Linked DNA regions of Dromaius novaehollandiae: region 1 is linked to region 2. The links are chromatin contacts, called in public Hi-C maps. All regions are on one chromosome and are shown on one strand. Each heading gives the region's core, a stretch centred on a gene start, on an enhancer-like site or on the middle of the called end of the contact. The rest is flanking DNA. Distances are from core to core; before and after follow the strand shown. Region 1 overlaps FGD6 (FYVE, RhoGEF and PH domain containing 6). Region 2 holds the start of CEP83 (centrosomal protein 83).

Region 1 (5,245 bases), core at 2,682-5,181, 280 kb after region 2:
ACCTGCAGGTGGTCCAGCAACCTGCCCCTTCCCTGTCTATGTAGGCTCCCACCGCTCCAAGGGCTATGATGCTACTTTCTGTGTCCAGCTGATAACGTGTCACTCCTAGCATGCTGGAGGCCATGGCTTGATTACTTCATCAGGGCATCATGGGTTCCCTCTGAGACCCCAGACAGCTTGCGTCAAACTGGAGCCCCTCCCAGAGGGAAGAGCCGCACACATTTTTAGTCCCTGCTTATGACTGTGCACTTTATGCTAGAGTCTTTGGACACAATTCAGAGCAAGTCTTGTGAGGTGGGACTGGATTCCCACCTTCCTGGGGGGAATGCCCCTGTTGATTTTATATTTATTCCTACATAATGACCTGAAGCTAATTCCAGGGAGACAGATTTGAATTCTCTCAGCTTGAGAAGCAAGCTGACCCTGGACCTCCTCTCCGAGGAAGTGTTATCATCATGAAGCTCTCCAAACTTCGTTTGCTGGCAGGCATTAATAGTGCCACATTCTCCGAAAGTGTTTCAGTGAAAATAGCTCTAGCTGTGGTGCTTTATACTGAAATCCATGTTGTTAGTGTTCAGTAGGCATGCTTAGGGGACAGCTGTTAGATCATGCCCTCAGAACGGATACACTTACTTTTCAAGTCCTAGATAAGCTGAGGCTTGAGAAAGACATTAAGAGATTCAGTTTCAGTAAAATAAAGGCCTCTGTCTTTAGTACTGCCCCAGAACTTTAGCTATCTCAGGAGCTTCGCTGGCAAAATTTAAGTGAATGGGCATATAAACATGTTACAGAGGGTAAAAGTACATGTGAACCCACTGTTGCAAGGTAAGTTGCAAGGACTTTAATGTATACTTGTACCCTCTGGTAAATGAAAAGTAATTTAACACAAGTTAGCCCAAAAAGAAAGCAGCATAAGCCACATGTCATTTATCATAGAGCAAATGCATGCGTGTGGACTGTAACCAAGGAAGGGCCAATGTATTGCAAATTCACTTCATCATTTACTCCACAGTAAGTTGTTTGGGCTCTTACAACTTACTCAGATGCTATAGCTTCTCAGGCAATTAGGCAGAATTAGACACTTGAACACATAATTCACAAAAAAGGGCAGAGGTAGCACTTTATGTTCCCAGATCTCTGCATCTCAATTCCTTGAGAACACCTCTATTTCAAAGGGGCGCTGCAAAGAAACACAAAGATGAAGCACATACCATGGCAATAAGGGCTACAGAAATAGGACAGGCAAGTTGAGCAGATTTCTTTTACCTTGTTTCTGTAGTTCTCTGAAGCAATGATCGCATACTCTTGCTGGCTGGTTTTTCATGTAGTCTAAGCTGTGTTTATTTGATGAACAAGCTTGACAGACAATCTGTAAACAAATAAAAGCATTATTGTGCATTATACGTATCTTGAAATCACCAAATACCTCCAAGATGTACATTTCAGTACTCTTAGGCTCATAACTGAACTTCAAACAGGTTTTTATTTTATACTGAAAACGATCTTGGCTTTTCTTTATGCGTTCAACATTCTGCTCCTTTTCCATGAGTGATCTCAGCTGACCAACAATTTTCTGTAAATGATAACAATTTAAGTAGAAAAATCACTGAATTAAACAACTCAATAAGCCAATGTTAACAATTCATGAAAAGTAGAGTAAGCCTGTGTTACTGAAAACTATTCAATTCAGAAGCTTTTTACAAAATAACTAAAAGTAGTTGTTGTTCTCTTGACAATTTCTCTGCAACACAGATGTCTTGATTACAGTGAATTCTGTACTCTGAGCAAAATAAAGGTTTATTAGATAATCGTGTATTTCACAGTAGTTAAATATTAAATAAGTTTGGTCCTAACATAAAAACTGAATCATTTATGAAAATTAGTGGAGGAAGGTATTTTGAACAATTCAGCTAACATCCTTGGTTTGTATTATACAGTTGCAGGAGTAGGAAACAACCATAAATAGTATTCCGAAACACAAAACATGGAACAGGTTAAAAGTTGAACACTGGTCTGTCATACACTTTTTACTCTAAATAATAACTGTGTTGTTTTTAACCCATATTATTGTGTCATACTACAGTGTCCCCTTAAAACAGATATAGTGCAACCAGGCTCCGCTTGTATTTGTCACACCAAAAAAACCTGAAAAACTAACAGAGAAGATGATTACAAAATGGCCTACCTTTCCACATGCCCTGCAATGATGCCTTCTCCATGTCAATGTGAATTCTCTAGTACAGATCATACACATAGTGGCTCTAGTATCAGGAATCCAGATAGGAGCCTTTGAGCCTAGTGGACTATCTTCCTCCTGTTTCTCTGGATCTGCCTGAGAAGACATAGGTGGAATACCATTAAATTCAGTAATGAAAAATACATTAATATTTATCAGTGATTACAGGTTAACTCTAACAATGCTGAAAAGCCTTCTCTAATATATAGTTATCATCTTAAATAAAGGTTATCTACTATTTCACCAGTGGCCATTATAACACAAGCCTAAAGACAAAGCTGCATTTAATTGGTTCATAAAGGCTCTGTGACTGCCAAGCTTTACCAGCATATCTCTATCAATAGCCACTACATATTAAAATCTCCTCATTTCATCTTTCTCTTCTCAAGATTGCTGAGAGGATTGAGAAGGCTGGTTTGGGTTTTTTGGAAGTAAAAAGTTTAAATTTCTGAAATCAATAATTCTGTGAAATACCACTTTGTTCTATCATCATCTAGTCTCATAATTTACTATTCTGTTTTATTATTCATCATAAAGTATCTTTTGATTCTCTAAACACCTCCCAAGAATCTTTACATTTAAAAGGGAAACAAAATAACAATAATGGTATGGTATACCTCTTCAAGACTTCTACTAGGATTAAATGTGATTCTCTTTTTTGTATATTCTTCAATTGACCTGGAGATGGCATCTAACCACTCATCTCTTTCCATTGCAGAACTGTTCGAGTTTAAAAAAAAAAATCAATTTATCATTAACATTTAAAAAAAAATCAATTTATCATTAACATTTAAAACTAAGAAGCAAGTGTTGAATTCCATTATCTTTATTACATGTTGACTTAACTCTCCTGCAATTTAAATTTTACAGATTGTCTCCTGTTCCTACTCGAGCTGATTTTGCTGATTGCTTTTTCTCAACCATCTGCATGATGTCAGTGCTTGTGCTGACAAATAGTAAAAAAGAATTGTGTCTGTTGTTTTAATGCAGATTCCCTCCCTCCTTTCCTCCTTCCAAAATACCCTGTGATTGTTTCAAGGCTTGTATGTAATTATTTCCTCCTTCTGGGTAGACCCTTGAATAGCTTGAGTAACACTGCCACTGGTGTAAACGATGCTCCCAGAACAAAGTCATGGGCCCTCTCCCGTAAGAGGGGCTCTGAAGCTTCCCTAAGCCTTTTTCTCCCCGCTTCCGTGTGTCTCAGGGTGCAGTTTGTTGTACTTGATCCTGTGAAACTCTCCTGTGAAACTCCAGGCTTCTGTCAAAAAGAATGGGCTGCCTCTTCCCCAGCCCAGTGCTCCTGACTGCTCCCTCCTACCGAGTCTAGTAATTATGCAGCTTCAGAATAAATTGTTTTTTGCCGTTTTTCCATTGGATCAGCTAACCCAAAGAGAAGAGCGGTCCTCCAGCAGATCAACTTACTGCATCTCTTTACCCAGCAGCTAATGGATCACTAAGTCTGATGCAAGGAAAGCATTAGGATCAAGTGGTGTGACACAGGAAGCAAGGAGAACAAGGACTGCTTGGTACAGCAGGAGCCTGTAGCTATACTGTATTAAGTACAACGTCAAAGTACTTCCCGAGGCCATGGGCAGACTCTCACTTTTATACAATATAAATCCATGCTGCTGCTGCTGCTGCTGCATAGACAGCCTGCAATACCTCCCTTTCAGCCGCTAGGTCTTCTCACCTGCCAGAACAGACACTTACATGGCCACACAGTGGGCTGTACGCGCAGTGACCTGGCCTGGGAAACAAATGCAGATTAAAACTAACCCAGCAAGCAATCAGCCAGGCAATCCTCTGTATCAGTTTCCTGACTGGGTTCATCATGCAGGTGAACAATTACTTGTGCCAGCACAAAGGAGAGGGTGGCTCTGAGGAAGGCCGGACCAGCTTGTGGCAGGGGAAGAGGTGGACTGCTTGTTTACGATGCAATACCAGCTTAAAAAGGGGTTCTAAAATTTCAGAACAGTATTTTTTTTTCCTATGTAAATAGCATCAAATAGATTATTTTTTAAAAGAAAAAAAAAACATGACAACTGTATAAAGCGGGAAGTTAGGAAAAAGGAAGGCAACAATTTACACAAATGAGGGACACAACACTTAAAGTACACAACAACAGTTATTTTTGATGGCTATTGTTTTATGCTAGATGAATTTGGAAGCTCTGATCATCTTTGAGCCTTTAAGAAAAACATTTTGAGCAGGAATTTTGAACTGAATGAAATTGGATACTACATAGAATCAGAGAGGACAAATCTGGTAAGGTAAACAAAGGGGAAGACTGGGAGGCAAAAGGAGAAACAAAGATCTAATGCACACAGGGTGAGAGTCAGAACAAAAGAAGAGGAAACAAGATACAAGCAAGGGCAAAGCAGCGTATTATTGTCTGTCCCAGTATCTCACTCTCTGAGTGGAACATTTTGTTCAGTTTATTTACCTTTGCTTCTTTATCTGGTAAGAACAATCTGCATTAGCTACATAACATTCATAGCTCCAGTCAATTCCTTTGGCTTTTTCAAAATCCAATTACATTTAATTAGGCTCCTAAAACTATTTTAAATATTTAAAAAGTTGCTGCAATCCTGGAGATTCAGCATCCCCAGATCGTGCTGATTACAGTGGGTTGCTCACACAATGAGCTGCATGGCTATGGCCCCAATATTTTACTGCAGAGCTCACAGTTAGCAGTTCTGCTAATGTTAGCCATTAGCCTTATTACCAATCCCACAGAAGTTCAGAGCAGAGGCTGTTCCATTGGCAACTGAACTGATATAATGGCTTGCCGCAGCAAAAAAGGCAGTGCTGTTTCTGCTGTCTTGCCCAGCCCTCCCCACACAGCCCTGCCACAGGCCCAGTGTTTGTTGCATCCTTCCAAAAGCTGTTTTAGTTTATTAAAATTATAGGGGTATTTTTTTTTGAGAGAGAGAGATTTTAGCTAACAGTGCAGCAGAAAACTTAAGTGGGCTGAACAGAATTGCAGCAATTGCTGCTCCTGGTGAACGT
Region 2 (4,735 bases), core at 1,318-3,817:
TCATGTTACAGAACTGCAGACTTGTATCAGTCGCTGCAAATTCATTTTTGCCTACTTTTGTCAGAATTCTAGACCTCTTTATGTGTTCACTTTTTTTTTCTTCAATCAGCCAACATTTTGTGAAATAATACAACCACTTGTGTGAAAGACTGAGAAACTCAAAGGAAGCACACAGCCTCATGCAAGTGCCTCTTCAAACACTAACCCTTCCCATCTCTGCTTAAGAGCCTACAGAGCAAGACTAGATAATGATGAGAAATTGTAACCCAATTCAACAGCTTACTGTCACCAGAAGCAGGAGGTTCCACTCCTCCCTTTTTCATCTTCACTCTTAGAGCTAACATCCATCAGACCCTTCTGTGAACTGATTTACCTCAATAAGACAACAGAAAATTAACCAAGCAAAAAACACTCAGTAGTTTTATGTGAGGTCAGTGAGCCAAGTTAGCTCATGGAAAAATCCAACAAGCTACAGAACAGTGAAAGCAGGGAATGGAAACTGGTTAGGGGAAAGAAACAAAGAGACAAATAAACAGCCAGAAGGAAGAGCAAGTGTGTCTTCTTTCAGGAGCAGGGAGCTGTTACATCATGAGCTCAGATGCTCATGAAACCACAGCCTTGAATACCTAACTTTTAGACAAAGTGAAACGAATCCCACGTTAAATGACTATGCAACACACTCACAAGAGATCAGACTAGCCAAGAAGAGCAAGTGAATCAAAACAAAAACAAAATTATATCTCATTTGAGAAATACAGTAGCTTACCTACCATTACTTTAACACTCCTCACTCTTTACTCCATCATCAGCAACTTGCAATAGCCAAAGTAATCACCTTTTAAAAAATAGAAATAAAACAAATATTAGGGAAAAAAAATCAAAGAGAAACATGAAATCCTTTATTATAGGAACTTCTATAATTTGGATACTACTCAGCTATCACAGCAGAAAATCCAGTGAAAGCAAACAGTGCTTTTGCATGTGTAAATGCTGAAATTTTGGAGAACATCTGTATGATTTATATGTTATAGAGCACATCAATCTCACTTCAACTATTTTCACTTCTTCCACAGAACTGTTCAAAGTACAAATTTCAACAACAATTAGGCATGCACTATTTCACAGTGTATGACACACAGTATCAGCCTCTCTGTTTCTATCATATATTGGAGATCGGACTTTTTTGTTACACAAAGGACAAAAACAAGGTTATATCTTAACATAAGACGCAAATTTTTGCTTTAGTACACAGCTAAAGCAAACCAATAGCAGTTGCAGCATTGCCAGATATACTACTGTTCAAACTAAAATTTTGCATGGTAGCTACATTTGATAACTCTCCTGGCTGTATTTGAGAACAGTTAGTCAGACATCATATGCCAGTTATCTTTTTCACTATATCATGACATGAGTCCTTCAAATGCACACGACAAACTTTTGCTTACTAGAGTGTCATTCAAAGTTTTATTCAGGTATACAGATGTGATAAACTGCTGCTTGTCATGAATACTCTATGCTGCACAACCAACATTCTTCTTCCATTTCTACTGACAAAGCATTTCACATTCATATTGACTTAAAGACAGAGAGATTCAGATAAGACAGATATCGCCTCTTAGTATATGCATTCCACAGCGGTCCTGCAGGCAGAAGCATGATTGTATGCACCCTACAGCATGTGCACAGGCTTTATTTTGGATAACGAGCATGTGAGGCAGAGCAGGCTTGTGTCAGTCACTATGACACTTATGCTGTTGACTTCCGTATGACTTACGGATACAGAAGCCTTGTACTACACTAATATGTACTTTATACTAATATCGGTACTACACTAATACAGGGGTCAAATTGACATCCTGAAGTGCAGAAAAATAATCAGCATCCTCAAACTGCACGTGGATGAAGCCCACTGGTGGAAAAGATAACACGAGAACATGCACGTAGAGCAGGCTCTTTCTGTCCCTGAACTTTGCCGCTTGTGCTGGGCAGTCCCCAAACTCAGGGGGTCACCAGCCCACTACCAGCTCCCCGAGGCCGCAGCAGGCTGTTACCACCGGACGGAAACACAAGAGAAAGACGGCCGCGCTGTGGGACCGGCTGCCGACCGCTCCTCGCGGGTTTACAGGTGTCCGCTTGGCAACGGCGGGCCTAAGGGAGGAGCGAGCAGGGCCGCGGCCGGAGCGGGTGCCGAGGGGCCGGCCAGCTCGCACGCCACGAGGTGAAACCCCAGGCAGGAAGGCCCACGGGCCGCCCGTCTGCCCGCCCTCCCCGCAGCGGCGCCCGGCCACCCCGCCCCACGCCCGCTCACCCGGTAGCGGCCGCCAACGGTCTGAGGAATTTAAAAATGGCGCCTCACCTTCCGCTCGCGCCACCGCCCGCCGCAGGCCCGCGGAGCATCCTGGGAGCACAGGGGTGCGGCGCCACCGCCCCGGGGAAGGCGGAGCAGAGCGCGGCGCGGGGGTGGGGAGTGGCCGCGGCCGCGTTGCCGGGGAAACGGGCGCGCGCGACCTGCGCGCCATAGCCCCACCCCCCGCGGAGGGGCCGCGTGCGGCAGCCGCTCGCTGGGCGGGGCCGCCGGGCGCGCGTGCGTAGAGCGGCGCCTCGCGGCAATGGCCGCGCGGCGCCAGGGAGCACCTCCCACCGCCGCGGGCGGTTAACGGCCGTTAGGGGCCGTTGCGGCGGGTGGTGGTGTGCTGCGCTTTGGCCCTTCTGGCCCTCTCTCGGCCCCTCGGTGAGGAGCGCCGCTGAGGCGGGCCCGGTTGCCCCTCCGTCCCCGCACGGCTGGTGTCTCATCGCCTCCACGGGTTCGTCTTTGCCTTCTCAGGCAATGGTTTTGCGGTTACGGCAAATCCCCGCTTACACGTGCGGTATTATGGTACGAATTAATGCTTGTCCCCAGGCTTCTTTAAAGGAAGGATACTATGGCAGGTGAAAAAGTAGAAGATACATAAATCGAGGGTTCCTGGGTTTTTTTTTTTTCTCCTAATGTATGTCTCTGGTTATTAATTGCACTGAAGGTAGCATGGGGAGGGGGAAAGCTTTCGTCCCCTTTTGTTGGTTAATTTGCAACTTGAGGATGAATGAATGCATTGAAAAAAGCAGTTGCATTGATCCTGTCTGTTTATATGGCACTCCCCAGTAGGAGAATACCAGAACGCTGCTGAATGTAGTGTGTTGTAAATGCATCTTGCATGTCACTGCATAGCAAATTTAAGCTTCTGTACCGAGTTTCACAAAGTCCTTTACCAGTCGTTGCAGTTCTGCTTCTGGAGGAGAGAGGAAAATAACAACATGCAATGCTGTTAGAGGTTTAAGCACGTTTGTACAATTCACAGTAATTTCTGAAAATGTGTGGATCCAAGGCCTTTAACAAAAAAGAAAAAAGTGTGTGCATTGTATTTGGTATTCAATAATGCTAAGTAATTGTAGTCAAGTTGTTAATACCAAGAAGAGTATCTTATCTAGCTACATAAAAATACATTAATGGTATTGCTGATAATTATCATTATTTTCTAATTGACACCAACTAGTAAGAGCAGTTAAATGTAAACAAGATCTTCTAGTAAGATGTTCATCAATTTCTCTCTGAAATGTCTTTGACTAAGACCAGTATTGATGCCCGCTTAATAAGATTAACAATCCTTTAACAAGGATTAAAATTAGCTTCAACTAGTATTTTAGAATGTGTGTATTACTGATGAACCCCCTAAGGAAAAAGAGAAAAAAGCCAAATGTTACATATTGCCAGTTGTTTTATACAGATCTGGACAAAGAATTACCATTACAGTTAGTTCCCCTAGAGGAGGTTGTAAGCTTAGCTAAGAAGGTAGCTAAAACATGTTTGTTGCTTTTATAGCTACAGTGATATGACTAGTATTTCACTTACGCTAGTGAAGTACTTACTTCACTCGTAAATTGAGTATGTACAGATTGATGATGCTGTAGTGTTTTACGTGTATGTTGTGTAGATTTTAATGATAACAGCATTCAGTCTATACAAATGTGTTATCCTGAAATAAATAGCATTAAAACAAGATAAAAATTCACCTTACAAAATGAACTAGTGTTTATTTTTAAACAGATTTTTGATGCAAAACAGATTTAAATGCAAATCACAGTAGTTAAACAAGACTTTACAGTGCAATTTTTAAAGAAAATTATTACGAGGTTGCATGTCTATCGTTTTTGTTTTTCATATCAACTATGCTAATTCTTAAACTAACTTTTTCACTATCAGCTCCACAAACACTACCTGTTAAGTAAAGTCAAACAGAAATCTTCCTTTCTTGCACAGCTTCGTTAACGGGAATGGTAGGATGGCCCAGGTTCTTTCTTTGGTATTTATTGTCTGTGCCTGCCTACATTAGGATTATACAGCTATAAGCTATAGCAGACAATTAATTTGCATGATAAACATGAAGTCAGGAATCTAGGTCACTCAGTATGACCTCTGCATGGGTCATAGAGGAGGTAAAACTTTTAAACTCTAGAATTATTTAAGTCATTAAAGTCAAAAGACAGGATCGGGTGTCTATTGCCAGCTCATTTGTTTTATGTAGGCATTTCCATGGTGGAACCATGTTCTAAGAGGAGGACTCAAGATGGTGGAAATCATGTTACTTCATTTTTGCCTCCATACTTTTCGCCTTGGTCAAAAAGGGAACTTGTTTTCTTCTGAGGCTCACTGAGTTAGGCTATTTCAGTTAATCACCTACTAGCTAGCATTTTTGTGGCA

Evidence for each region. A called contact is a pair of places that touch in the nucleus more often than the background predicts.
Region 1: a contact with region 2 is called in a Hi-C map of brain, with 5 times the contacts expected there. The contact joins the enhancer-like site here to the promoter of CEP83 in region 2. A contact is called at or near these places in 2 of 4 Hi-C or Micro-C datasets (brain and liver).

What each region holds. Positions count from the first base shown.
Region 1 is chr1:47,234,505-47,239,749 of bDroNov1.hap1, forward strand. It overlaps FGD6 (FYVE, RhoGEF and PH domain containing 6), which reads right to left. Exons shown (of 21, transcript XM_026123172.2): 15 at 2,854-2,956; 16 at 2,186-2,332; 17 at 1,267-1,369. Among named protein-coding and RNA genes, the nearest start is that of NR2C1, 20 kb to the left of the region's middle. Within about 2 kb of position 3,932, at least 2 of the 2 cell types and tissues checked have open chromatin away from gene starts, as enhancers often do.
Region 2 is chr1:46,954,825-46,959,559 of bDroNov1.hap1, forward strand. CEP83 (centrosomal protein 83) reads right to left here and starts at 2,568. Exons shown (of 18, transcript XM_064510270.1): 1 at 2,309-2,568; 2 at 767-835.